Linked DNA regions of Gossypium hirsutum: region 1 is linked to region 2. The links are chromatin contacts, called in public Hi-C maps. All regions are on one chromosome and are shown on one strand. The core of a region is the stretch at or near the end of the contact, and the rest is flanking DNA. Distances in the headings are between cores, read along the strand shown. Region 1 overlaps LOC107908427 (putative 3,4-dihydroxy-2-butanone kinase). Region 2 holds the start of LOC107908428 (ABC transporter G family member 11).

Region 1 (3,422 bases), core at 493-2,992, 58 kb after region 2:
GTATTTTATAAAATTTTAATAATTTTTATAAAATTTTATATTTTTATGATTTTTATATTTTTTTTTCTAATTTTAATAAAATTTAAATATTTTTATTTTTATTAATATTTAATAATTTTTATAACTTTTATTGATTTTTATTTTTTATATTTTTTTTGTCACATGTCATGCCGTGGTTGTGACACGGAGTGGCTTTAATTGAAAACAATTAGGAGCAATTAACTTTAACAGTCAAATGACCTTTTTGATGCATTTTGACAGTTCGAGTATCCAATTAAGTGCAAAAAAAAAGGGGCTTAAATTTTTTTTTGAAAAAATTCGAGGGTCTTTTTAATGCATTTTAAATGTTCAAGTACACAATTGAGTGCAAAAAAAAAAGCAATGGCTTAATTGCTTTTTTTGAAAAAGTTTTGAGGACTTTTTACACCCTTAAGCCAAAATTTATTTGTAGAGGGTGAGCATTCGATCAAATCAAGTAAAAAATTTTCGAGTTAATTGAGTTGAATGAAATTCAAGTCAAGTAACATCAAATTGAGTAAAATTAGAAAAATTAAACATGTCAACTTAAAATTTTGTTACAATATAACTAATTTCATGTTAAACATATATTTAAAACTCTTTTAAAGCAAAATAAGAGAAAAAATAAAATATTTTAGTATGATAAACTTGAATCATTAATTAATTATTTAAGTCCCCAAATTATTATTTGACTTTTTTTTAATTTTAAGTTTTTTATATATTGTTTAGATTTTTTAAATCATTTTTTAAAATATAATTTATTTTATAAATATTTAAAAATTATTTTGATTTTTACTTTTTGTTGAAAAAAATCAATTTGCTCATTTTTAAAATTGACAAAAACCAAAAATATTTATACCAATATATTATTTAAATTATTCGAATTTGAATTTTTAAAATTCAACTCGACTTGAAATTGTAACTGGAATTACTTATTTGGGTTAACTAAAAATATCAAATAACTCAAAATTCGAAACCTTTTTCGAGTAAATTTTGCTCTCAAATACACTAAAAAGTATAAAATCTTATTTGAAAATAAGCAAAAATAGACCTTTTTAATATTTTTAACATTTCATTTTAGATATCCGATTAAGAAAAAATATTATAACTCAATAGCAATGAAAATTTTATAAATTTTAATAGGTAAAATCTGATTTAAAAGAGAGATAAGAAAATATAAAATCCAAACGACTCAATATTAATGATCCGTGACAAATTTGAATTTAACTCTATTTAGAAACAGGGTTTACATTTGGGAAAAGTTATAAAATTCAATGATGTGTATATGTATGGATGAAAATGGCTCTCTCAGCTTCATGCACCCCCAAAAAAACAAAAGGAAAAAGTATAAGAAAATGCATAAGCGGAAAGCCAACTAGTCAAACAAAAATCATCCGGCAAAGCACAAAAAGAAGGTATATCAGTGTTGATTGTTGAAACATGGAAGCAAGGGTGTTCATGAGGAGGCTTTTTCATATTTAGCCTTCACAGCCAAAGCAGCTGCCCTATACCAGGCAGCTGCCGCCATAGCACCAGGATCTGGAACTGTTGCAAGTATTGCCGCAGACACATAGCTTGACCGCCCCGCCTGCAACATCCCAACACCACACTAACACATAAATTTTTACATATACATATACATATACATTCAAGCACCAAGTATTTATCTTAACTGCAGTTTAGAGACTAATTCAAACATCGATATTTATGTTGCAAATCAAGGGTTGTGGTTTATGTTAGAAAGAGTGAAGAGACTAAATCTGGACTTAATTTAGTAGCAGTAATCCTGACCCTTACTCGTCCCATAAAACCTCACCTGCCTACGAGTCAATGAAGCGAAAGTATATATCTTGAAAAGATGCAACAAAAGCATCAGGATCCCATTTGTCCAGCGTCAAGTAATATATGTTTAGTGTTTATTAGCAGCTATCTGAAAAAGCTTCCTACTTTAGTAATCCCTCTGAGATATAGCACTTTAATGAAATTTTATTGCCAATGACAGCCGACCAAAGGAAACAACAGCTAAATGCAATCAAAATTCTAAACACCAAACAAGGTGAAGGCAAGATGATAAATAACCTGAGCCTGCATGTCTTTAGTTGATTCAGCTCCTGCCAATGCAGCTTCAGATGAAAGAACAAAAGCAGTAGAAGAATCATCACCAGCAGTTAATCTCTGCTTGCAAAACAAAATATTAGTATGAAATCTTGGACTGCATCAACAAAAAGAGCAAAAGGGCAGTCGATCTATATAACCTCCTTAAGAACTGATAATGCAGGAATAAGGGCATCCAGTAATGTACGATAACCAGCACTAGCCCCACCATATTTACTGACTGCATCAATGGCAGCTTCAAATGCTTCAGCCCCTAAAATAAAGCGTCAGTGAGACAAGGTGTCTAAATAAAAAATGTCTCAGATGAAGGGCATCATCTCACATTGCTTTGCTGTGACAGTGGAATCTGAGTTAGCTTTCAACCGTGCATATGCTGCCTTAGAAAATATATTATATCTGCTCAAAGAGAATATCAAGAGTTATATATTTCTAGTTATATCAGTAAGTATAAATCAAGCAGAGAACAGGCAAATAAATTACAGGACTCCACTTGTTCCTCCCATAACTCTTCTAACAGAAGATCCAATTTCATTCACTGTTTCTGCAGCATCATTCAGAGGATAACTGGGACAGGTGAAAATGATTCATCAGGTAAGATCCAATGATATAACAAAAATATTTGTTTGTAATGATAATCACTTAGGTAAAAAAAAAAAAAACATTCTTACACATTAAAAATTTTAAAAGTTACGTATCTAAAGCTGTCAGCCACCAATCAATACATTACACTTGCAAATCAACTACTGCAGAAATGATAATGGAGGAAAAACTAGTTACACCGGAGATAACAAACAAAGAAATCATGTTACATGCTCCAATCTCCAGCAACCCATTTGACTACAACTTTATACATTAAAAAATCTCCTACCAGAAATATCCTCTGCAGTGTTATGGGCATTCAAGTCTTTGAAGCATCTCAACCAACTGCATCTATGGGATTGGTCTTGCAATGCAATGACAATAATAGAAGTGTATAATAAAGTGAAATCAAGTGGCTGTATGACCAAGAAAAAGATCTATACAAGGGCCATGACAAGCTCCACATTGGAAGGAGTCTTAAAATAAATATTACACTCAATACTACTGGAAAGCACTATAAATAAGATAAATATACCTCTTCCTACACGTCTAAAGATAATGACTCATCAAAACCTCTGAACTGCATCAGAAAGCTATAGATATCAAACATAAACCTAATTACTATGGAGGCAGACAGCTTGCATAAGTATATATATTGGCAATCTGGCCTAGAATTGCCACAGTTACTTTGCTAGAAGAATTTCCCTTGA
Region 2 (3,275 bases), core at 707-3,206:
AGATAAATGGTTCCAATGCAAACAGTGACAACAACATATATGAGCAGCCTTAGCCAATAATAGCCGAAGTCTCGAGACATGTTCACGAATGAACGCTTGGTTAAAGTGTAAGACTGCATCAAGAAACTAGCTTGACTGCCTCCGGAATCTAGCACGGTTCCTCTCTGTACCATATGGAAAAATTGATTGTTGAGTGGGATGAGTAGAAATAAGATTAATTTGGCAAAATAATAATGTATAAGAGGATTGGCTAGTTAAGCACTTACAACTTTGGATATCTCATCAACCTTTTCCTTCGCGGCATAACATTGATGTGATGTACGGTAGAAGTTAATAAGAGTTCGGATAGCTTCAGTTGTGGTAATCTTCTCCAGGGGATCATCACTTGCCTCAAACTAATTACAATCAAGGCAATTTGTTTTCCAGTCATATAAGTGTAGTGTACCAAAGTAGGAGGGAAGATGATTAAACAAAGGGGAAACGAAGTGGATACCCGTAATTTCATGGATCCTTTGAGAGTAGCCTTAACTTTATCAAAGTCAGAATTGATGCATCTAAGAAAATGGTCAGATGGATTTCTCAAGGCAGGGCATGGAAATCCGGCTTGAGCAAAGAACTGCATTTTACAATCCAAGAGACATTATATTTATATTGCAGTGGGATTGAAAATGATATCAAGTGACGGAAGAAATATGGCTGAGAAGGCTAGCCTCGTATGCTTCAGAAGCCTGGCCAAAATAAATGGTTTTGCCTTCAGACAGCAAATATAACTGATCAAATAGCTCAAAGACTTCACTGCTGGGCTGATGAACTGAAGCTATTACAGTTCTACCATCTCTTGACAGGCCTCGTAAAGTCTGGGTGACAAAAAATGCTGAAGCACTGCCGTATGCATCTCAAGTCAGAAAAAACAAAATCTGACAATCAAAAACCATAAAAGACGATGTGAAGAAAGATCATAACCTGTCAAGGCCACTGGTTGGCTCATCAAGGAAGAGCAATCTGGGCCTCATCAAAATTTCAAGAGCTATGCTGACCCTCCTCTTTTCTCCTCCACTGATCCCACGCAAATGCCAATTCCCAATAACAGTATCAGCGCAATCTTGGAGCCCCATTTCGATAATCGTACCTTCAACGAGGTCCCGCTTCGCAGACCAGGGCATCGTATCGGGGAGACGGAGCCGAGCGGAGTAGGAAATGGTTTCCCGAACAGTAAGCGTGCCAATTAAGTTGTCATCTTGAGTAACATAGGCTGCAGTTCCGAAAGAAAGCTTGGTTTTACGACCATTGAGGAGAATGGTTCCGGAGAGGAAGGCGTTAGCAGCCAAGCGGCTGGAGAGTGCATCAAGAAGCGTGGATTTTCCGGAGCCGGAAGGGCCCATGAGAGCGGTGAGTGTACCGGGTTCAGCATAACCAGTCAGCCCTTCCAACACCTTCTGGGTCGCCCCATTGCTGAGAGTTACCATTACGGTGAGGTCTTCCCAGGTGAGCCTGGCGGATACATCTCCCATAAACTCCGTATCGGTCTTCTCCCTCCATAGAGTTTCACTCAAAGGGCTCAAACCTCCAACCACCATGCCCGTCCCAGCTGGTTTATTAGCCTGAATCTCCATCATTGCAGTATTTGAGGAGGAAGTCCTCATAGGGGATGGAGATGATAGCTAAGCAAGTGTGATGATTCTAAAAAAGCAACAGAAATGGGATGAGTATGAAGCGTGAAAATGGAAGTGTTTGAATGAATTGGGTAGGTTAAGAACATCCCATGCAAAATGAGCCGCCTCGCTCTTCCCCACTCTTCAACTTGAGCACAAAATTTCCTTTTTCGGTTTGGTTTTTGGGTGCGTGACGCAGCTGAAGGAGTAATTCTATAAACTAAAATTCAAATTCCATATACCGACTAGTGTTGGGATTGAGGTTGAGGCTACTTCCTTTTCTTATTCTCCAATAAAATCATTAAATTGGTTGGTTGCATTAATTAGGAGAACCGACTCAACCTTTTTTCCAACACAACATTTATATTTCTCCACTTACTCATTAATTCTACTCAATTTACATTTCACCGCTAAACTTTCATTGAATTGCAACTAAAATCAGGCAAATTACATTTTTCTTTATATAACATCTGTTATTCTGTTTATTTATTATTAACTTGTTCATAAAAATTTGTTCAATCGTCAGTCAATCGATCTGTATCGATTCATGAAATGTCTTTCTTTAAACTAATATTTCAATTGATTCTCAATTTAACTAGTAAATTCGATCAATCCAAATAACTTTTAACCGTGAAGATGAGCTAAGGAACCAATAATCTTAGTAAAATTTTGCTGGGTTATTTTATTTTTAAAAATTATTATGTATTTAAGAAAATGAGGTATCCCAAATGTAAGGTTTAGGTGATGATGCTTAGATGCTAAGGAATGAATCACATGGAGAAGGCAATTAAGTGGGGGCAAATGCAATAGGGCTTTAACAGTCAACTTTATGAAATCATTAATGAGTAGTGATGTGTAGGTAGTTCTGCCCATTACTCAATTTAATAGGCCGGCAATGCCAGCCCACCAAACCAATCATATTCAATACACAATTACGTTTGATTTTGCCTACTCTATTTTATTTCTTCTTTCGTAAAATATGTTTTCATGTTTTGGAGGATTTAGTAGACAATGATTTTGGTTATTTTGTCTCCTCTTTTTCAAACCTAACCGCCACCACATCTTCCAACGGGGATCCTTTCTTTACTTTTTTTCCTCCCTTTGGGGAGGGGCGGCGTGGATGAGTTGGAGAAGGTACATTTTCCGAATATTATGAGTAGGAGTGGGTATTCGATTAAATTGAGTGAAAATATTTTAAGTTAATGAGTCATATTTTATCATTCTAATTCGATTTGAAATTTTTTCAATTTGATTGGAGTCAAATCGAGTAAAATTGTTCGAGTTAAATTAAAATCTTGTTACAGTATAATTAATTTCATGTTAGAGTACTTAAATTTGAAACTATATATATTTGAAAACTTTTTCAAACCAAAATGATAATAAAAAAATAATTTAATATGATAAACTTGAATTATTAATTGACTTAATTAGGTCCCAAAGTTATTATTTTAGAAAAAAATAACTTTTTTATATTTTTTTATATATTTTTTAATTTTTTTATATTTTTTAAAATAAATTTTTGAAAATTATTTTGAATTTTTATTTGTAATTTTTATTGAAAAAAAGATCAGTTTACTTATTTTCAAATTTGATAGGGATCAAAGGGTATTTACACTAATCTAT

What was found. A called contact is a pair of places that touch in the nucleus more often than the background predicts.
Region 1: a Hi-C map of leaf shows a contact between it and region 2, with 2.4 times the contacts expected there. The contact joins the enhancer-like site here to the promoter of LOC107908428 in region 2. A contact is called at or near these places in 6 of 34 Hi-C or Micro-C datasets (callus, leaf and petal).

What each region holds. Positions count from the first base shown.
Region 1 is chrD02:41,504,634-41,508,055 of Gossypium_hirsutum_v2.1, forward strand. LOC107908427 (putative 3,4-dihydroxy-2-butanone kinase) reads right to left here. Exons shown (of 20, transcript XM_041088633.1): 16 at 2,614-2,697; 17 at 2,456-2,529; 18 at 2,274-2,377; 19 at 2,098-2,193; 20 at 1,221-1,606. The coding sequence ends at 1,475. Among protein-coding and RNA genes, the nearest start is that of LOC107908427, 8.3 kb to the right of the region's middle. Within about 2 kb of position 1,743, at least 4 of the 9 cell types and tissues checked have an H3K27ac peak or open chromatin away from gene starts, as enhancers often do.
Region 2 is chrD02:41,446,356-41,449,630 of Gossypium_hirsutum_v2.1, forward strand. It overlaps LOC107908428 (ABC transporter G family member 11), which reads right to left and starts at 1,957. Exons shown (of 9, transcript XM_041088632.1): 1 at 964-1,957; 2 at 711-882; 3 at 494-616; 4 at 267-395; 5 at 1-164. The coding sequence starts at 1,643.